Linked DNA regions of Mus musculus: all the other regions are linked to region 2. The links are chromatin contacts, called in public HiChIP or PLAC-seq maps. All regions are on one chromosome and are shown on one strand. The core of a region is the stretch at or near the end of the contact, and the rest is flanking DNA. Distances in the headings are between cores, read along the strand shown.

The links. HiChIP or PLAC-seq counts read pairs in DNA pulled down with a chosen protein or histone mark.
Region 1: a contact with region 2 is called in an H3K4me3 HiChIP or PLAC-seq map of embryonic stem cells, with 51 read pairs. The contact joins the promoter of Ocln here to the promoter of Marveld2 in region 2. A contact is called at or near these places in 19 of 39 promoter capture datasets (the 3T3-L1 cell line, 3T3-L1-derived adipocytes, the HPC-7 cell line and 12 more), 1 of 15 datasets of contacts at CTCF or cohesin (embryonic stem cells), 8 of 484 Hi-C or Micro-C datasets (the STO cell line, embryonic stem cells and liver), 9 of 115 datasets of contacts at active chromatin or transcription factors (embryonic stem cells, epiblast stem cells, intestinal villus epithelium and 2 more) and 3 of 9 other capture datasets (adipose tissue, embryonic stem cells and pancreatic islet).
Region 3: an H3K4me3 HiChIP or PLAC-seq map of intestinal villus epithelium shows a contact between it and region 2, with 7 times the contacts expected there. The contact joins the enhancer-like site here to the promoter of Marveld2 in region 2. A contact is called at or near these places in 12 of 39 promoter capture datasets (3T3-L1-derived adipocytes, the C10 cell line, the HPC-7 cell line and 8 more), 9 of 484 Hi-C or Micro-C datasets (B cells, the HPC-5 cell line, the HPC-7 cell line and 6 more), 9 of 115 datasets of contacts at active chromatin or transcription factors (differentiating embryonic stem cells, embryonic stem cells, extraembryonic endoderm stem cells and 4 more) and 3 of 9 other capture datasets (adipose tissue, liver and pancreatic islet).

The regions. Positions count from the first base shown.
Region 1 is chr13:100,550,042-100,554,294 of GRCm38.p6, forward strand. Ocln (occludin) reads right to left here and starts at 2,677. Exons shown (of 9, transcript NM_001360536.1): 1 at 2,523-2,677.
Region 2 is chr13:100,615,074-100,619,312 of GRCm38.p6, forward strand. It overlaps Marveld2 (MARVEL (membrane-associating) domain containing 2), which reads right to left and starts at 1,898. Exons shown (of 7, transcript NM_001038602.4): 1 at 1,853-1,898. It overlaps Rad17 (RAD17 checkpoint clamp loader component), which reads right to left. Exons shown (of 17, transcript NM_001044371.2): 16 at 4,021-4,078; 17 at 2,091-2,859. The coding sequence ends at 2,571.
Region 3 is chr13:100,515,408-100,519,593 of GRCm38.p6, forward strand. All of the region lies in intron 4 of Ocln (occludin), which reads right to left. Among named protein-coding and RNA genes, the nearest start is that of Gtf2h2, 25 kb to the left of the region's middle. Within about 2 kb of position 1,449, at least 89 of the 459 cell types and tissues checked have an H3K27ac peak or open chromatin away from gene starts, as enhancers often do. A contact at or near this core is called in colon epithelium, intestinal villus epithelium and trophoblast stem cells, where this site is marked.

The sequences.
Region 1 (4,253 bases), core at 1,427-3,926, 64 kb before region 2:
GCCCTTCACTTTCCTTTTTGAGACAGGGATCTCATTATATAGCTCTAGATTTTTTGGAACTCATTTTGTAGACCAAGCTGACCTTGAACTCACAGAGATCCATCTGTGAGATCCTCTGCCTCCCAAGTTCTGAAACACTATGCTCCGCCCCCAGTGAGCATCTTGATGTTGCCAGGCACATCCCCAAGTTCAGTTCACAGTTCAAACATAGTCTCAGGGATGCTCTCCAGACCACTCAGGAGTTTTCTTCCATACCTGACCCCAGGGGGAACAAGAGAGCTCCACAAACACTCATAAATGTCTTGAACATCACCTTCCCTGGTCACTCTACTGGTCCTTAGCGTTACATGCTGGGTTAATAAGGTTGATGCTCCATGATGCTAATAACTTGCGACTTAGTCTGGCAGTGGAGATCTTAAACTACACAAATGAATAGTAAATGTATCAAATTGAGGTCAGCCAAAGTCTGTGCTTGCTACATTCCCAGATAGGAGGAGGAAAGTCAACAGCAGAGGCATTCCTTCTAACTTCTTAGAAAAGCAGAATAAACGACCCTGTCCCAAACTACAAGACACAAGTACCTCAGGGAATAAAACAAAAACAAAAGAAAACAAATAAACAAAGCCAAGGTGCTCCAAAATTCAATAGCCAAGAAAGACTAAAAAACAAAAATACAAGTTTGCTTGGGGGTTGGGAGTACACAGCTCAGCTTTAAGGTCCTTAGAGCTGAGCCCTAAATTGTATTCCCCAATGTGTAAAACTGTTCAATGTGTAAATGATACTTAGTCATTTCTATTTTAAAGGTGGAAGTGGTACAATGGGCTGGTTTGATAATTGCCTCGGCTCGCTATAGTAGTTATTTTCTCTGAAATTCTCTACAGTTAACTACTCCTTGTGAGTTTGCTTAAGTTTTCTGTATCCTGCCTTCTGTAGATTTTTGAAGCTTTGCTGAGATTCCAACCTTAGCCTACCCCCCCCCCTTCCCCAACCTTTAAAATAGAGTTCTGGTAGGATTTACCTTTCACAAAGATGCTCATACTTTCTAAGTTGCCTGGAAGCTGCTGGAATGTGGACTGTGCCCACTCCCTACTTAAGTCTATCTGGCCAACCTCGCCATTCCATTGCCTAACAAAGAAAGCACTAACAACTAAGATAAATCCAAACGAAAAAAGAAAAGAAAACCACCAACAGTGGAAATTTAAGATTTATACATACGGCGCAAAGGAACTACAGTTATACTCAGGGATATGTAGTTGAACAACGCACGAACCACTGAAAGCGTCACCAGAAAGCGCATTACTGAGAGGCATTCCTCTTTTCCGGTGATCCCAACAACACACCTGTTGTATATGAAAGCCACGCATTGCTAACCTGCCTGGAAAGCTGCCTTCTCCCCGCCCCAGGTAATTCCCCTAGTGGCAGTTTGCCCGGTGAGCCCCGGGCAGGCCCGAGGATACCTCCGCTCCCGCTGGAACCCCGGTTACTCCACCTGGGTCGAAAGGGGCTCAGAGTTGTTCCAGCGCCAAGATGCAGAGGCCATTTTGGTCCCCACCCATTTGTCCCCGCATACTTCCTCTGATGCAAGGCCACTCGCCGCTAGACTCGCGGGGCCGACTTTGCCCAGGAGGTCTGCAAAGTGGACCGCCTATACAGGCTGCGGGTCCCCGAGACCGTGCGCCCCACCGCAGCTTTGCGCTCGGGAGCCGCCAGGCCAGAGCAGGGCAGCAGAGCAGGCCCTGCCCCGGGGCAGGTCCCCGGCCCGCGGTCACGGATGAGAATCCACCGCGTGAGCAGCTTCCCTCGAAATCCAGCCTCACTCGAAAAGAACACCAAAAGCTGAAATCAACAAGGACGCACGCACCGCCCCCTGTTCCAAACAGCCAGAATAATACACTCCACGACTCTGGGGACGCTGCAGAGGACCCCCGGCCTCCCTCCTGGGATGAATTACCCAAAAGAGCGGAAACCAGAAGGGCCACAGGGATCTTTATCGCCCTGCGTCGCCCAGCACCAGCCCTAACTAGAGACCCCGAGTAACCCACAGATCTCCAGCGCCCAGTTGAGCGCTGGATCCGCCCCCGACGCTCCCGCCTCGGCAAAAGTAGAAAGTAGCTCGGGCATTTCTGGTGGACAAGGTTTCGCCCGCGACTCCGAGAGAGAAAGGGAGCCCCCCAGATCCTCCCGCGCTGCGCTCAGGCACACGCGCTTCTCTGGTTTCCGTGAGAGCCGAGTCCAGGGCGAAACTGCCACCGAAACTGGCTCCGCGTGCCCTCCCCGCGCCTCGCCTCCCAGCCCCGGCGCGTCACCCTGGGGGACCCCGGGCACCGCACCTGCCTCGCACCCACCTTGGCGGCCGGAATCCCAAGGTGCTCACCTGGCCGGTGCACCTGCCGCCGCCCGCGCTGCCAATCCACAGTTCAACTGAGCCAGGAGGACCGTCCTCCGCTTCCCCCACCCCCTACCCCCGGGCATGCGCACCAATTTCTGGCCGAACCCGCCCGGGGCTGTGCGCTGGGACCCACCTGCCGAGCCCCTAGCCGGTTGCTCCGTGCGCTGGACCGCTCTCCCGCAACTCCACCGCTGTCGCCTAAGGAAAGAGGGGCCGGGAGGTGGGCACTAGCGACGAGGTGTGGCGTGGCCAGCCTCCTCCCTCGGTGACCCATTCACCTGAAACTCCGATGGGAGGGGGAGGGAGCGACGGAGAAGGAGGCGGGAGGACCGGGCAGGGCTCACCACCCAGAGCAAGCCGAGTTAAAGGAACAGCACCGACGTTGCCTGGAGAGGGGCGGGGGCGTGCGGAGAGAAGGGTCTCAAGATCGTGGAGGCAATGGGGTGATCCTAGACCATTTTGGGTGTGCTCGGAGATACGCCTGCTTCAGGGCCCCTGTGGGGTGTTGGTTCCGGGAGGAGAGTCAGAGGTCAGGAGGGAGCTGTTGTGCTGCTACTCAGAGAGGGTCCAAGGGCGCCTGGAGGCTGATGAGAAGGTCTGAGTTCTCTTCCTACTGTGTTCTGCTGCCAGGTTTGATTAAATGTCTGGTGGAAAACAGTACCCGATGCTTGGTCCAGCGAAAGAGTGGACTTTTTTCAGAAGTGCTTATTACTAGCACCTTCCGATTCAGAGGATTCGGAAAAAGACTACCCTCTGGTCTGGAGTGGTTAAAATGAAGAGAGATTACTGTAGCTGTGTGAGTCACACGGAATCCCCAGGCCACAGGGTCCTTGTCCACGCATGCACGAAACGTAACTACGGTGTGATTGAGGCTACTCTAAAGGGATTTAAAGCCGTTTCGGTATTCTTTCTTGGCTCAAAACAAAACAAGCAAAACCAATCTGGTTGCTAAGGGTTGTATTTTTTTACTCTGTCTATAACTCTGTTGTTACAGACTTGTGCGTGTGTGTGCGATTTTGTTGTATTTCATATTCATTTTACTCTACGATATAGAGATTTTAGTTCTTGTTAGTTAACTATCTGCACCGAAGATAGTTAAATTTCGCAAGCCCTGCTTCCTTTTGTGTTCCAGTCCTGAATGTCTGCATTGCTAATACATCTTAGTCCAATCCCATGCTCCTTTCTGCCTTTAAGTAGCTACAGGTGTGGTTCTCCTTTGCATTAAATCTTAAAGCACAATTCAGTACTTCCGGAAGTAAAAATTTAAATGATGACAGCCTTAATAGATTCTTAATCTAATTAGTAATCTTTCATGAAGTCATCGCTATAATTATTTCAATGTGACTGTAGTTTTTGATTGATGTAGATTAAATTGATATTCACCCCAAGGAAGCCAGGTTAATCCTCTTAATGTTAGCTGCCGGATTGCTAATATTTCCAAACGTTCCAACTCGGATTATAATTACACAAGGAAACATTTTTGTAAACACCTGACTATTATCTTATTGAGTATTTCGCTCTGTTTTGAAGAGGATCTCATAGGTTTGGAGGTGGTGGTGGTGGTGATAGTGGTGTTTTTCCTATTTAAAAATAAATATAAATTGACTGGGGATGCATCTTGTCCCCAGAACACCTCCCTGCCATGTTTGAAGCCTTAGGATTTCATCCTTAGTTCATATACCTTGCCAAGTGTATTCCTGGGGCCTGGAGAGACGGCTCAGTGGTTAGACACAGTAGCTACTCTTCTACGGGCTTCTCCTCTAGTTGTTCAATTCCCAGCACCACACGGTAGCTAATAAACCGTCGTAACTCCAGTTCTGGAGGGTATGACACCTTCTAGCCTCCTTGTGCAGTAGGCACACAA
Region 2 (4,239 bases), core at 648-3,147:
GTTTCAGCAGTCCCTTAGGGAATCCAAGTGGAGATGCAGCCTGTCCAGAGAGAAGAGACTGTCACCAGACCAGACACAACCACCCAACAGATCAGTGGGTTTCAGCCTTCTTAATGCTTCTATCCTTTAATACAGTTCCTCATGTTGTGGTGACCCCCCCCACCACCACCACAAAATTATTTTGTTGTTACTTCATAACTGTAATTTTGCTACCATTACGAACTATAATGTAAATATCTGTTTTCCAATGGTCTCAGGGGATCCCTGTGAGAGGGTCATGCCCTACAGGTTGGACCATTGTAATAGATGGAACACAGAGGAAAGAGTCCAGGAAGAAATTTCAGGGTCCTCTAATTAGACACCCCAAGTCTGGAGGATTAACTACGATCACCCAGAAAGGTGTGCAAGGCAAACCAGAAGCTTTCCAGATGACAACTGTCTTAGGGTTTTACTGCTGTGATAAAACACCATTAACACATAACTTAGGGAGAAATGGTTTACTTTCACTTACAATACTCAAGCCACACTGCGATACTGAGAGAACTCAGGGCAGGAACCGGGAGGCAGGGGCTAATGCAGAGGCCATGGAGGAGTGCTGCTTACTGGTTTCTCCTCTTGGCTTGCTAAGTTTGTTTTCTTATTATCCAGGACCAGCGGCAGCACCATTCATAGAGACCTGGGCCCTCGGATGTAAATCACCAATCAAGTAAATGGACCACAGGTTTGCCCGCACACAGGTCAACTCAGTGGGGGCAATTTTCTCAACTGAGGTTCGGTCTTCTAAGAGGACTGTAACTTGTGTCAAGTTGACATAAAACCTGCCGGCACAACAGCAATTATCTTTGCCCTTTTGTCTTTATCTCTTTGCTCTTTAAAAAAGACAACGTTTACATCTAACACATGCCTAAGAATGTAGAAGCAAAAACACAACAAATAAACGGAAGGAGATTTGAGGTCTTTAGGGTGTATATAGTTTGCACGGCGGCATCCCGCTGGTTAATTTAACTCCTAAAAGTATGACTCACTGTAACGGATTCAACTCATCTTCACCTGTGGAAAACCGCTCGTTTGAGTTACATCACTTTATCATTTAAATAAAACACAAAAATGTGTAGACTAGTAGAAGAGCAAACTGTGCTACCTAGCAAGGAATCTTCAGCGGTATTTGACCACATCTTAAATATACAGATAAAACCTTACAGGTTGTCCTTGAGCCCCCTGGGCTCCACCTAGCTCGGTCGCAGGTCTTTTGTTTGCTTGGAGCCAGGGAGTTAGGAATGCCACAGCTGTGGCCAGAAAAATGGTTCACTGAGCGTCACGGGGATCGAGCCTGGTCACCTTCACACACGCACAATCGCCCCTTCAGTTGCCTCTAAAGTTTTGCTGCCTCCAGAAAGTGGACTACCGCCACAGATACTTGGGGGTTTGGGGTGGGGGAGCAGCGGAGCTGCAGCCGCGAGCGGACCGACAGATACCCAGCAATCCCGCCAGGGTCCCCCATCTAGCCTCCCGGCACCGCGACTATACCCACCCGGTGCGTGTCCCGCCTTCGCTTTCTTCTCTGGAAAATCCACTCTGGCTTCCGCCCCAAGGTGGCCGTTGTCTCGGTCAGGCCAGCCGGGAAAGTGGCGAGGGCGGCGCCACCAGGCGCCCGGAAGGACGGCGGCGGTCCAGCCGGCCGCACCTGTCGCTGCAGCGAAACCCGCCCACGCCGCCCCCGGAGCCCGGCGCGCCCGCGTGCTCCCGCTTCAGCCTGGCCGCGGGAGGGAGGCGGCTCCGGGGATGTGTGCCCAGGGCGAAAGGCCCACCCCGCGGGCTCGGCGTCCCGTCGCCGCATCGCGGCCCCACTCACCTGCGCGGCCGCCGGAACAGCACGCTCTGCCGCGGGCACCGAAACTGGGACCGAGCTCCCGGGGCGTGGCCGAGCCGCAGTGCCCCGCCCGCCTGGCCACCTAGCTGAGGCCAGGAAGCAGGCATAGCATAGGTGCTACCAGCTCCTTCCCATTTTAGAACATTTGCTCTACTTGCCTTGCCTGGACCCAAGGCAGACAGTGCGCGGTAGGTAATGTTAAAGGATAAGAAGAACAAGATGAAATCCAACGTTTTTAATTTTGATATAAATTATGTAAATACTTTCCAGAAGTATCTAAAATATTCCACTGTACAACATACCAAAAATGGTATCCGAAAAGCTAGATGCAAACTGTAAGTAAGGCACAAGGTTTATTTATACTCATAATTGCATCCTAAACTGTTTTATAAATCAAATTTCCAACACCCCATAAAGTCCGTATATTCTGGATTACTCCTTCACATTTTGATATTTAGTACAACATTCATACACTTCACACCGTGACTTCTCCTCAAACCATTCACAAGACTAAATAAATACTAAGCACTGAGTACTTGAGACCTGCTTTACTTCAAGATGACAGTCGTCAGTTGCTGTGACGAATACGATAAGGAACTGAGCAATTAACAAATTGCTTGTCCTTCAGAGACGTGTTCAAGTACCACTGAATAGACTAAAATTTATCTCTCAAGGAGCAACCTGATTGGCAGGCTGTTCTCTATGTCTCCTCGCTGTCATAGTCCTCTATTATTATGTCTTCCTCTTCCTCCTCCTCTTCTTCCATGTCCACTTTGGAGGAAAAGGGCTGAGGCTGGCTGGCAGGCAGATCGCTCCCGCTGTTCTGACTCAGCGGAAGGGACCAGGTCTCTGGGTCGGCATTCTGAGCAGCCTGCGCGGGTTCACCGGGAGCTTCCTGAGCCGGCTGCCCTCCGCTGTGCGGGGACTCATCCCCACTGTCAGGGTCTATCAGCCCCAGCTCTCGGTCAGTCAGGGCTTCCATTTTCAACCTGTCAGAGTCACAGCGAAGACATCAGTGGGAACCAAACAGAAAACTCCTTGAAATTATGAACTAAGTGGTCTTTCCACTCACACACAAAAAATACAAGGCAAATGACCAACTGTGAATAAGTCCTTTCTGCTATCAAAAGTGTTACTGTCTTCAGCAGAGTTCCTATAGACTAATATTTATATGTATACATTAAAAATGAGCATAAGGGGAGAGGGTATGGGGGGGGCTTTTGGGATAGCATTGGAAATGTAAATGAAGAAAATACCTAATAAAAAAATAATATTAGTAGTCCTGAGGATAGAACCCAGAGCCTTGGGCATGCTAAACAAACACTTTCCAACTCATCTACACCTAAGCCAGTAAAAAGATTTTTTAAATCAGGAAAAAAAAATGAGCATAAGACAGAAATCTCAGGAAACACAAATGGGTCGACTTGACTGTCCAACTAAATATGAAATTTTAAAATAGAAACTAAAGCTGGGCATGGTGCTCACACCTTTAATCCCACACTCAGGAGGCAAAGGCAGGCACTGGACCTCTGAGTTTAAGCAGCCAAAACTGCATAAAGGGTCTCTGTCTCCAAAAAGGAACTAAACCAATGAACTTCGTCCAGCTGTGTGGTATGGCCTATAATATAATACACTTGGGAGGCTATGATAAGAGAAGTTTGAGTCTAGACTCCACTACATAGTGAGACCTTGTCTCAAAACAAATCTATTCTTTTTTGTATTATTTTTATTTTTTATTGTTACTTCTAAACTAGAAAAGGGTACTTTAGGGTTTTGTTTTGTTTTTTATGTCTATAGTTAGACAGCCTAGCTTGAGTTATAAGGCAGTTATAACTGCTAAGCAAGGGTGCTAGGAACCAAACTCAGGTTCTCTGGTCAGTACTCAACCAGTGAACCATCTCTTCAGTCCTAGTTCCTTTTAATTTATTTTTTAATTAACTGACTGATTACTTCTTAAGTCAGGGTCTATCTACATAGCTGTGTCTATCCTGTAAGACAGGCTGGCCTGAGCTCATAGAGTCCACCTACCTACACCTTCTGAGTGTTAGAAAGAAAGATCTGTGCCCAGCTGTTTCATACTTCGTGAGCAGTGTTGAAGTGTTGACTGACTGTAAGCTAATCATACTCAGTAGACAAGGTCATCAGCTTACCTTCCAAAGCTTCGCTTCAAAGGAAGTCTTCCAACATCTTGGATAAAAGAAATCTGAGCTGAAAAGATTTTAAGATTTACTTATTATATGTAAGTACACTGTAGCTGTCTTCAGAACCCCAGAAGAGGACATCAGATCTCATTACAGATGGTTGTGAGCCACCATGTGGTTGCTGGGAATTGGACTCAAGACCTTCAGAAGAGCAGTCAGTGCTTTTAA
Region 3 (4,186 bases), core at 199-2,698, 100 kb before region 2:
GTTACCTGTTTCTCCTTTTGTACCTTTGGCCTCCTGGGTGCTCTACTTGGCTTCCCTCTCTCCCTTCCCCTTCTTCTCTCAGGACATGGTTTAGGGTCATGACGACTCCAGATGTGTCTGCCACTGGCTACGATCTCCAATATCTCTATCACAAACTTTCTCCTCCACCTCACCTAGGAACAATCATGTCTTTTCCTTTCTTCTTTGTTTTCATTCAGAAGTGGGAGGGGAGTTATCACATATAAACTATATAATATTTAGCTCAGATTATAGAATAACGTGAAGTAATTAGCTACAGTAACTTTCTTACACTCACCCCTTCCACGTGAGAAGCCTGAGCTCACTGCCTGATTGGCTGAGGGAACCAAGTGCCGCGCCCAATACCCCTGTCAAGCAACTCACAGCCACCTTTAACAGCACCTCTAAAGGATCGAGCAGAATCTCCCATTGTCTGTGGGCATTTGCATGCATGTGTACACACACACACACACACACACACACACAAGTTAATCTTTAAAAAGAATAATGGCATCAATCTTTTTGGGTCTCAGTGTTCCCGTCTGCATAAATTGAGGGCAATTACTTCATAAGAATATCTGTAGGATTAAAGGACATGAAGTATCCTATCTACCACGCCTTCTGAACATAGTTTTAAAAAAACAAAAGAGCAAAAAACAAACTCCTACTATACTGGATACAAGTCAATCCTTTGGATCCAATTGAGCTTTTTTTTTTCTGCCACAAAATTTGCAAGCTTGAAACTGGATGATTCTGCTATTTTATACTCTTGCAATTATTATCTGCATCTATACATGGTGTGTCCTTACATCTATACATTGTATGTTCTTACTATACGTGAGCCTTACATCTTACGTTCTCTGCTATGGGAGCATGTGGTGTTTTTGATTGTTTCATATTCAGGCTTAGAGAGAGACGGGATCATTTCTCTGAAAGTGGAATTCGGGGTCACTGCCAAGCCAGCAGGTGGGTTTCCAGGGAGTGTACTCAGATTCCACCTCAGGGGGCCCGGGTGGGAACCATTCTTGGCTCCCACAGAATTCCTTACAACTGAACACAACAAACACCCTCTCAGCCAAAACGGTTGCCAAGCCAAAGGCCTGTTCTTATTCTAGAGATCTCATCAGAACTTTAAAAGGCTTCCTTTTCTTGAAAGCCTGTTTTACTTTTCTCCTGGATCTACTCCCCCTCCTTTCCCCTCCAACAGGAACTTTACCAGAGCCCTAGTCCTTCTGGCTCCTTACAGCCTGGAATGCCCTTCCCCCTTTCTTTGTCTGCTAATCCCTCACTGAACTCCAAATCTTAGCTCAAGTGCAACCACCTCCTAGAGGCCTTTCACTCAAGTCCCTGCAGGATGAGGTACAAGCCTCTCTTATCTCCCCGCATCTATCCCTACAATCCTCCAGCCAGAGCAACCACTCACTGACTCATAGCAATGGCTCGCTCACTTATCGAGACAAGGGACTGGGCTGCTAACAATGCTCATCTGACAGAGCATGGCACAATCTTATAGCCATGACACCTCTCTCAGAAACGAGGAAGCTGTGGCTCAGGATATTGGATAACCTTCCCAAGGACCTAGACCTAATAAAAATGGTCACGCGGGAGGCCTTGCTAATCAAAACCAGGACAGTGTCTGCATAAGTCAGAAGCCCAGAGCTTGGCCTTCAGGGTGGCTCAGCTGGCAAAGGAACCCTCACAAACCTGAGCTCAATCTCTGGGACCTACGTGGTAGAAGGAGAAAGCTAAGTCCCACGGTGCACCTTCCAACGCACATATACACAAATAAATAAATATAATAAAAAGAGGCCCAGAGCTTGCTGTAAAAAGATTTCCTGTGAAACTAGAGCAAAAGAATATAAAGCGAAACACAAATTAAAATCTGTCTTGGGAGAAGAAAAGCTCAGCAGCCGTCATTCCCAAGCCAAGTGCTGGACTCGCCACTCAGCGCAGCCTCTGGTAAGCCCTGACCAAGTCTCTACCCCAGGTCTTCCAGCACGGAAAAGAATTGATAGAAAAGGGCAATGGAAAGCCACACGGTGGAGTCCGGCCAACCAAGAAATGCCACAGACTCACTCTTGAGATTAAATTCAAAAGTTTATCTCAAAAATGTATCTTACACAAACTAGTTTAAAGCATAAAATAGTTAATTTGGGGGATGCACAGGATACATGGATACTAAGGTCCACGTTCCAATTTACAAAAAAAAAGCTGGAGCAGGGCACAGAGGCAGGAGGATCTCTTGAGTCTGAGACCAGCCTGGTCTACAGAGCAAGTTCCAGGACAGCCAGGGCTACACAGAGAGACCCTGTCTCAAAAAAACCAACAAAAACAAAACAAAAAAAGCTTTGATGACAGCATTCTTCACTTCCTCTCTGCTCTGCCTTCTTTACAAGTTCACATGCGCACAGTCAGGCTACACTCGCAGCCAGCCAGTCGAGCAATGTGACAGAAGTCACCCACCACTATGAAGGAAAAGAAATGTCGCCTGATGAGTGCCTGATCACGTGCCTAGCAGTCTAAGTGTGGTTATTTTAGCCCCACCCAGGGAGATAGCATTTTCATATGAGGAAATTAATCTGCTCAAAGTAAAATAGAAGAAGACATAGTGGTGTGGAAGCTGAGCCTTGTGCCCCTCTCAACTAGCTGTTCCCTTCCAAGTCCACCCCAGCTTCTGGAGGTGTGCACTGTGGTACATCACGTGTCCCTGAAACAAAGATCACTCTCCTCACACTCACCACACTCGGAGATACATCATAAAACCTCTACGTGTCTAACCTCAGAAGAGCAGCGAGTGACAAAATTTAATCACTAGTGATGCTGAGAATTCCTCACCAGAAGGGCCTTCGCCTGCTTGGAGGAAGGAAAGCAGAGAAATAGCCCAGCACAGAGAGAAGCAGGCTAATCTCAACGTGCCATCTCCATTTTACAACCTGCCCAACCCACCTTCACGAGCCACGATCCTTGCACAAGTTCTCTAACACTGAGAAGTCCAACTTGTTTTTCCTGTTTCCTGGTATTTTTATCCCTGCAGAAGCTCAGCCCCCAAAAAAGCTCAAAATACCTTCTCAAAAGTTCTTTTTTTTGGTTTTGCTTTTCTTTTTGGTTTGGTTTTGGTTTTGGTTTTTCATGACAGGGTTCTCTGTGTAGCTCTGTCTGTCCTGGAACTCACTCTGTAGACCAGGCTAGCCTCGAACTCAGAAATCCACCTGCCTCTGCCTCCAGAGTGCTGAGATTAAAGGTGATCGCCACCATCACCCCAATCCTTTTTTTTTTCACTTTGAGTTGTTTGAAATGTTCCTATATGGACCAATCCTACAAATTAAGAGACCATAGACCAAGTTGGAACAACGGACTGGTTTAAATTGCTCAGTGGCACTAAGGCCTTTGTTCAGTATCAGCTGTGTGCTCCCCAAAGAAACTGTATATCAACAAAGACAAATTCTGTCAGAGGTTTGGAAGCAAGTCAGGAGCCCTTAGGCCTGGGAGGTGGAGGCAGGAGAGGTGGAGAACCTCACTCTCACTGAGTGAACCTTACCGGCATCTAATCTGTGGCTTCTTGCAGAAACTGAAATCCCAAGGAAGGCTGTACTTCAGTATACAAGTATTTCAGGCTATGGCTCCTCTAAAGGGCCAGAAATATCCCTGAGCCACCATCAGCTGTCCCAAATACCCTTCAGTCTACTAATGCCTTTCAGTGCCCTTCAGTTGACTACGGTATGGTGTGTTATGGCACAGAAAGGGCTTTTAGCTACATTTAAAGTCAAAGGCTAAACAGGTCTGCAGTGTAACAGCTGTGGCTAGCTTGGGGAACAGGGGTTCTCAAATCATGTTCCCCAGAACAGCACATTCCCAACATCAGCTCTAAAACCACTGAATCAGAAACCAGGGGGCGTGGCAGAGTCAACTGCTCTAACACTGGCTCCAGGGGATCCTGATGGTGGCAATGGAGTCGAGCCACTGATGTGGGACAGAATGCCCAGGGCTGCAGACAGCCATGCCATGTTTAGATCATTACACCTATCCACATGGCTGACTTCAGAAACATTAACTCTTGGTGCCAGAAATCTAGGAATTGCAGCTTTCAGAGAGCCACAGAAAGCACTCTCCATTTCTAACACAAACTCTTCCTCTTCCCACAGACCTCTCTAAAACAGGCTCTGTTTGT